Linked DNA regions of Canis lupus: region 2 is linked to region 1. Evidence: chromatin contacts called from public Hi-C data. All regions are on one chromosome and are shown on one strand. The core of a region is the stretch at or near the end of the contact, and the rest is flanking DNA. Distances in the headings are between cores, read along the strand shown. Region 1 overlaps TTC27 (tetratricopeptide repeat protein 27). Region 2 overlaps LTBP1 (latent-transforming growth factor beta-binding protein 1).

Region 1 (4,588 bases), core at 245-2,744:
CCAACACAAAAGGAGGCGTTCTTTTATTGTAACATAAAATAATAGAAGACCGGAATTTTTTGTTCTTTAATCTGTTGTTTTTGTGAGAAGAACGCTTAACATGACATCTACCCTCTCTACAAATTTTTAAGTACACAACACAGTACTGTTAACCACAGGCTCAATGTTATACAGCAGATCTCTAGAACTTATTCATCTTGTATAACTGAAACTATATACCCATAGGAATTGCTATTCTGAACAATAGTACAATCCAAGCAATTTAGAGAATAATTAAAGCGCTGCGAGAAGGAAAGCAGACTGAACAAACTCACATCGGGTTCTAGAGTCACACAACGCTGAAATGCCTTCGCTGAACCTCCATAGTCTTCCAACGCCAAATAGGCACAGCCAAGAGAAAACCACACCCCAAGCTGCAAAGACAAAAGGTCAAAGTCACTCAAACATATAGAGATCTATAAGATATTTACTTTACAGTCTACATTCATTTCAATGTAGGAAATTGAGTACTAGAGGTGAATTTTTTCATATAAATTTTCAAAGCTAATACAACACCAAAAGCACGTGCAGTATCACTGTATATCTTGCTGAGAAGGACCATTCTTTGTATTCACCAAATACCATGAATGCCATCAAGAGCCATCCATAAACCTTGATACTCTGAGAGTGGGATTACTCTAACCTTTTTACTGAGTATCAACTATGTCAAAAGTATACAAAGTATCAGCAAATTCACAACTGATCATGTATAACAAACTTCAGAAGAAAAGCTCTTGCTTTCATCTTTAAGTTAGCCCCAAACAATTCTGTAATTTAACTGAGAGCAAATGCCCTAGCCTGTATCTGCTTCGGCATGTCTGAAAATAATTTAGAGACAGCAGGCTGAGCATCTGGATTACCAAACGCCATTCAAATTAGAAAGCCTGACTTGAGTCAACAGTAAGATGTGTTAGCAGAGAGATTTAGGGGGAAAAAAAAAAAAACAGGTGAAAGTAGGAAGTAGCTATTGAAATTACAGAATTCTTCATATCGCAGCATTTCCTTAAAATTCAATAGGCTCTATCAAAAGAACGATAAAACTGATAAAAATTCAATGAAATTAGTCAGAAACGCAGTCAAGTTTGCTTTCCTTTCCGATGCAGTTAGTAAGGGCAGCAGGAGCATGCCGCTGCCGCTCCCTGACTCCCGGGACAAAGCAGGGAGCCCGCGGACAGGTTTGGTGACACCCTTCAGGGTGGGAAAGGAAAGGAGGTGCTTTGTTATCTGTTCGGAGCCTTCCACAGAGGCAGCGCAGGAGACGGCCGGTGCACCCCTCCCTCCCCTGGCCATTTCCACAAAACTTGTTCCGTATGGCTAGTTGAGGCCTGAACGGTTTTTAAGCAGATAAAGATTTTTAGCCGATAATTAGAGATAAGGCTCAGAAAGCAAACATCCCTGGGCAATTTAACACTTTGCCTTGAATTCACAAGAGGCTATAAATAACTGCTATCAGGAGCCTTTATGGAGAACAGATTTTGTTAGAGGGATAGGTAACTGCTGAAAGGAGATGGGTGTGTGTTTGGGGGGGGTGGGGGGAATGCTGGAGCTATCAGGTTGAAGCAAAGTTAGAAGTTCACTTTTCTGAATCAAGGGACTACCAGCAACTGAAAAATGACCTCATTACACCTTCCTTCTGTCAATTATTTACAGAATAGAGAGACTAAACACACTACTAATGATACCTTCTGAGCTGGCCCGAAGTCTGACGCTAACTTCTAAACAATATATAAAACAAGCTAACTTCTAACTAAGGTGAAAGTTTCAAAATCTGTGTGTTATGTGTTATATTTCATCAGGTATAAGGTACACCTTTTTTTCGCCATTCAACATCTCTGAGATAGATCCGATAGCTTATTGGAGTTTATTGGAGGCATTTTATTTTTTATATAAGGTGGCACCTAAGATGTGTCTGTCACAACTAATGGCATCTTTTTTTTTTTTTTTTTTTTAAGATTTTATTTATTTATTCATGAGAGACACAGAGGCAGAGACACAGGCAGAGGAAGAAGCAAGCTCCCCTCAGGGAGCCCGATGTGGGACTCTGATCCCTGAACTCCAGGTTCAGGCCCTGAGCTGAAAGCAGAACTTATTAACCGCTGAGTCATCCAGGCGTCCCCAACTAATGGCATCTTATATCTAATGAATTGTGGTGACTAGTTTACTTGAAAGGAGGGATACCTCATTTCTGGGTCTAAAGCAAAAAAATGAGAACAGCCCTCAAAGTTCTCAAAATGCATGTGCTGTGCTTGCTCTCTGCAAATAACCTTCCCACAAAACTATTTCACATGTGTTGTTATTAAAAAAAAAAAAAAGTGTAAATTCAAGATGTAAATAGAGAACTTTATTTTTCAATCCACCTGGAAAGACAAAGGTTACGAATGTCTAAAATTAGCAATTCCTCACAGCTCTAAAACAAGCTGGCAATGAGATTACTATTTACCTTTAAAGTTTTGAAACAAGTCAATGTTTTGTAACCAGTGTCTTAAAACCAAAATAAATTTAATGAAAATCAGACAGATGACTTAATTTAATAGATAGCACTATGGTTCTCTCTCTCTCTCTCTCTTTTTTTTTTTTTACTTTTGGTCATTTGTGTTGTTTTAATAATTTGCATCTGAAGGAAAATTCTAGGATCATTAGCTGCTAGTAGATTTCCATCTGTTGATAAGATATAATTACATAGGAGATGACTTTTGCACACACCCTATTCTTTGAAATCATGAAATGGCTTTTTAAAAAACAAACTCTAAGATCTTCTAATTACTTGTAGCTGAACCACTAAACCATAAATAATGCGTTCATATCTTGCTTCTCCATTGAGATCCTCACAATTTGGAGAACTAAGGAGAATATTGGTGTCTCTCTTGGTTTTTTCATTTTAAACTATTACTTAAACTATTATTACCAATAATGACTGGCATCTTGATTCAGGTCATGCTCTTAAGAACAGAACATCGTAAGAGAAAAAAATCAAAAGCCCTCAAAAAAACTTCTCAGATGATTCCCCAAATTAAAATCGTATATAGTTGAGTACCAAAGACCTCTACCTTCCAGTCCAGTGCAATCACGTGGGGATATAATGTTAGCCTTATCATGGTTGTCTAGAAGCCATATGTAAAGAGTAAAAAGGGATAGGTGAAATTAATTTTAGTGACATTTTATTTAACTCTACAAATCCAAAATATTTGAGTTTTAACATGTTATCAATACACAGTATTACTGAGACATTTTATATTGTTTTCATATCTAGTCTTTGAAATCTGCTATGTATCCTGCACTTATGGCACATCTCAATTTTGACTAGCCACGTTTCAAGTGTGTTCAACTGCCATACTGGTCAGCATTTATCATATTGGGCACCACAGTTCGACACTGTTTATCCATCCCCCTCTTCTTTCTCCAATAAAAATCTAGCTCCTTAGGGTGCCTGGCTGGCTCCATCAGTGGAACATGCAACTCTTGATCTAGGGCTTGTGAGCTTGAGCTCTGCATTGAGTATAGAGATTACTTTAAAACAAACAAACAACTAGCTCCTCTGGCTAAGGCCCTCTCTTGGGCTCGTCCTATCTTTCACATGCTATAGTCTCTCCTGTTCCTTCTTATAATAGCAATCAGAATATTAGCACTTAATGAGCATCTACTATGTGTGCCAAGCACTTGATATCAGGAGCTTTCCATACATTACCTCATTTCTTCCTCACAAGAGTCTTGGAAGATCATAAATATTACTCTCATTAGAGAAATGATGAGGGGTTACAGAGTCAGTGAGTGATTGAGGAGAGATCTGACCCAGTCAACGGGACTGCAAAGCCCATGTCTTCCCCATGTGGCCACAATGTCTCCCACTTACACCACTCTGCCTACACACAGCCAAGATTTATGGCAATACCATCCTTGTCACCAATAAAGTGAGAGAGGAAAAAAAGAACAGACTTAACTGTGGGCTGGGAAAACCCAGGAGATCAATTTGTTTTTAAGATTATTTATTTAAAAAAAAAAGATTATTTATTTTTAAAAAAAGATTATTTATTTATTTGAGAGAGAGAGAGCATGAGCACAAGCAGGGTGATGAGCAAAGGGAGAAGCAGGCTTCCCTGCTGAGCAGGGAGCTCCACATGGGGCTTGATCCCAGGACTCCAAGATCATGACCTTAATTTAAGCCAAAGGTAGACACTTAACCGAATGAACCACCCAGGCATCCTGAAAACCAATTTTTTAAGAACTAGAGCATATCTATCCCCCAAAAGTTCTCTCAATTAGGCAAGTGGACACAAATGAAGTACAAGAATGGATGACCACGTTTAGCTTGAGGGAAGAGCTGAAAGGCAAATCTTTTATCAAAGAGACTGGGCAAGAACGGAGAAAGGTAATCATCCGACAGAGAGGCTCTGGTTGAGATTTCTACAGAGCACATTCCAGGGCAAACTGAAGGTAGGCTAGTTCTAGGTAGGGCAGTGATCTTTAGAAGCTGACAGTCTAGCTTCTTTTATCTGAGGGAGCTAATACAGAAACACAAAAGCAGGCCAACTACTTATTTTGAACGTGATGA
Region 2 (4,035 bases), core at 241-2,740, 250 kb before region 1:
CAGATTGCCTCAAAAAACTCATTTGTTTTTAATTTATTTTCTCCCCTACAATGTGTTACTAAAATCATCAGAGAATAAAGCGTTGCTCATATGAATTAATTCCCCCAACAAGGGGAACCGAAGGATCAGCTTCAGCATCCAAAGAAAGGCAATTATGCACAATGAGCAAAGGAGGTGGCTCGAGGTTGCACTGCCAAGAAATGACATATTCCAGTGGATTCAAACCACCCTCTTCAAATTTTGGCATTCTATGGTACAAAAATAAAACTGGAGTTCATTGAAAAGCAAAGCTTGCCACCTGCTGCCCAATGGCATAATCGTAAAAGTTCAAATTATGTTCACATTTCTCAGCTGACATCCTTTTATGAATTGATCTGTGTTGATGTTTGCATTTTCTAGATTCATTAGTTCCAAGTCTTTTTTAAGATAAGAATATCAGCCCCAAAGTTTTTAAACCAGACACTATTTCAAACCCTTTACATAATCAACTCTAACCAATGCATGTAAAAGCAAAATAAACCAAAAAACAAAAACCCAACTTCCAAACTATTATACATGTTGTGTATATAATAAATCAACCAAACTGCAGTTGTGTCTATGATGGTATCCAGACCAGGGAAGAATGCCTTTGAAAATGTGCCAGCACTGTCCTATACTTCCATGGCCTGTCATCATTCTAGAGGATATGAAATACTAACTCCATTTTCTGATCCATGCAGACTTTAAAATGCAAACGTTAATAGTTTAACTGAGGTTTATACACACTTACACTACACAATCTTAAGTAGCAGTCCAGCTAACCAAAAAGAAAAAACTCGCCAACATGTCACCACTGCTATGTCAACTCCAAACACTTAAGCTTTTAAAAATCTTCATTAATATTGATCAGCATTTGTATTGTTTAAATGTTTCTAGCATTCTTCTTCATTTGAATTTATTCCAAGAAAATCTGAGAATTAAAACTATTTTTAGCCTTTTTTTTAAGAAGCAAACCTTCAGGTTTTGTCTCATTTTCCAACTCTGTGGATATGTGTATTCATGTCACCATCCCCTCAAAAAGAAACTCCAAACGCTGAGAGGAAAAAGTCAAACTCTGATTTCAGGGGGAAATTACCATCTTGAGAGGAAGAGGTCTTGGAAACCCATCACAGGCTGAATCAGGAGAGAGAAGGTGCACAGGCTGTGCCATAGATTCTTCTTTCACCCACGAACCTGGACAGGTGTGTAGTTCTTGGGAGCTTTGTGGCAAGCAGCCTCATCACACCACAGTGAGAACTCCCAATGTGATTCCCCTTTGAAATAAAGCTTTCAAGGCTCTTGCCTGAAGGAACTTGTCCATACGCAAAACAGCACCCACCCTCATTGAAGTTTTCTAATTGTCTGGAAACTACTCTGAAGGAGACTATAAAAAATAATTCACTTTCAAGACAGATGGCACCCTAATGTCACAGTAGTTCTTCAGATAGGTTTTCTCCCTTAACACTAGAGGCAGCATCTCCGTACAAAAGGAAGCCTGTCCAGCTGCACCCAGTTAAGCTCTTAGACACTGCTGTTTCTGCGAAATATCTCTCACACACATACAATGCCCTTTTTTCCTGTGGCTGGCCTCGCCCTTTCTTCCAAACCCTACAGGAACTATGAATTCACACACTATTATTGCTGCGTGTTTCTGACCAAGCAAAAATCTCTTTCCCAGCTCTCATTTAAATACCCCAACTAAACTGGTTTGAATTTGTAAGGTTGGTTAGGGTTGGGTTTGATCTTCCAGAGCACTATGTCTACAAGTCGGAAATGGTGCCTGGTGTGATGATACAGCAAGCTAATCATTTGATTAATTAATTTCAGGACTGTTAATGCTAGAACTGGATTTTGATGAAACAAGTCAAATATCTGACTTAGTGCCAGAAAATGAAACAGCACTACATATACTTTGTCCTATAAAAATACAACACTTCTACTAAAAACACCAAAGTAACTATTCATCCTACAAACAGAAAATAAACACAACAGGTACAGGTTGTTTGCTGAAATTAAAGAATATTTACTTGAACCCCTAGCACAGTATCTGACCCATAGTAAGTATTCAATAAATACATGTGAGATTGGAGGGGAGGTCCCAAATCATTTCTTTTGGTTTCCTGCCAAAGACTTCCTAGTAAAGCTTAACCAAAAAGCCTTACGGGTTTTTTTTTTTCCAAGTCTCTATTTAAATTCTAGTTAACATACAGTGTAGTATTAGTTGCAAGAATAGAATTTAATGGTTCATCACTTATATACAACACCTGGTGCTCATCACAAGTGCACACCTTAATCCTCATCACCCATTTAGCCCATCCCCCTACCCACCTCCCCTCCAGCAACCATCAGTGTGTTCCCTATAGTGAAGAGCCTGTGTCTGGGTTTGCCTCTCTTTTTCCCCTATGTTCATTCATTTTATTTCCTAAATTCCACATGAGTGAAATCATATGGTATTTGTCTTTCTCTAACTTATTTCACTTAGCATTATACTCTCCAGCTCCAACCACATTATTGCAAAAGGCAAGATTTCATTCTTTTTTATGGCTGAGTAATATTCCTGTGTGTATGCATGTGTGTACCCACATCTCCTTTATCCATCCATCAGTCGATGGACATTTGGGGTTCCTTCCATAATTTGGCTATTGTTCATAATGCTGCTACAAACATGGGGTGTATGTATCCTTCAAATTAGGAAAAAATCCTTATGTTCTATGAACATCCCAAATTAATTTGAATATAAAGGTGATATATGGAAGTTTTTTTAAGAGAAGCACAATATTTACTCACTAGCTTTGGAAAATATTTCTGATTTTGTAATCCTAGCATTATTATCAAGTAGCCTGGGGCTGGACTGATTACCTTACAGAGCAAATCACAAAAACTTTCCTAGGAACCCCTAGGCCTCAAGAGCTAAGTTAAACAAGTCTGAAACAAAATCGATAATTTGATATTACACAATAAACAATAAAATTTGTTTCAGATTTTAATTACTATTATTTCTTTTTATTACATGGCTTTCAACAACTAATGAGAATACAATCCAACTAGAAGCCAGATAATGCAATCCAACTAGAACAATATCTAGAGCTGATCAACATGTAGGTTGCTACACACCTGTGTGTGCACATGCACCCAAGTACCCAAGACTCACTTTCAGCGATCGGTAATAACATCATGAACAACGTGGAATTTCAGTCACCTACTAAAGGAGAAGTATAGGTGAGCTGAACATTCCTAGTATAGCACAAAAACCAGAGTGGATGCAATGAGATTTATACTGGAAAGGATAAGATAACACACTACAGCAAAAGCTGCAAAGTCAACAAAGATAAAAGGTAGAAAATTGGGAGTCTGATAACTGAAAAAGAAAAAAAAGACCTTGATTTTTCTACAGAGTATGATGAATGATCACCAAATGCATTTTGAAGAGTGTTAGTTTGATTAACACAGAAGGAAATAGAATCTGCTTCTGATTACAGGTCAGTGAACTTGAATCCAGGAACACAGTGGAAGACGGAAAAAGAAAGCTTTCAAAGACACCGCCCATTTTCCATTCCTCAAGTGGCTAAGATGACAGATCCTTTGACTTAACATCTAGAGACAATCATTAGACTCTACATAACTCCTTAGCCTGCATCCAAAGGAAAGGTTTTCTAGACTACTAGTCTGCATCCCTTCTATTTTTAATGAAAATTAGATCTCCTTTCCAGAAGTTACTGTGAGAAGCAGGTGGGCTACAAGGCCAGCTCCTTCAGGAACCTTTTTCTCATCTGCACGTCAACCTGGGCTCTCCTAGCATTTCCCCAGCACTGGCCTGACCTGGCTCCCCACAGGTAATAAATCTTATTCTTCTTCAGGCACATCTCTCCATTTCTCACAGGCCCACTCAAAGTCACACTCCCCAAATGTCAAGGCCTTCCATAATCTGGATCTTGCCACTCAATCTCACTTCCTACTGTCCTTTAATTCCCCCAAAAGAGATCAATCTCCCACCTGTCTGGTGGAACTAGGAGATGT

What was found. A called contact is a pair of places that touch in the nucleus more often than the background predicts.
Region 2: a Hi-C map of skin fibroblasts shows a contact between it and region 1, with 2.1 times the contacts expected there. The contact joins two enhancer-like sites. A contact is called at or near these places in 3 of 9 Hi-C or Micro-C datasets (amygdala, blood and skin fibroblasts).

The regions. Positions count from the first base shown.
Region 1 is chr17:26,033,342-26,037,929 of UU_Cfam_GSD_1.0, reverse strand. It overlaps TTC27 (tetratricopeptide repeat protein 27), which reads right to left. Exons shown (of 20, transcript XM_038561237.1): 14 at 315-413. Among named protein-coding and RNA genes, the nearest start is that of TTC27, 140 kb to the right of the region's middle. Within about 2 kb of position 1,494, at least 2 of the 20 cell types and tissues checked have an H3K27ac peak or open chromatin away from gene starts, as enhancers often do.
Region 2 is chr17:26,284,901-26,288,935 of UU_Cfam_GSD_1.0, reverse strand. All of the region lies in intron 3 of LTBP1 (latent-transforming growth factor beta-binding protein 1), which reads right to left. Among named protein-coding and RNA genes, the nearest start is that of LTBP1, 63 kb to the right of the region's middle. Within about 2 kb of position 1,490, at least 2 of the 20 cell types and tissues checked have an H3K27ac peak or open chromatin away from gene starts, as enhancers often do.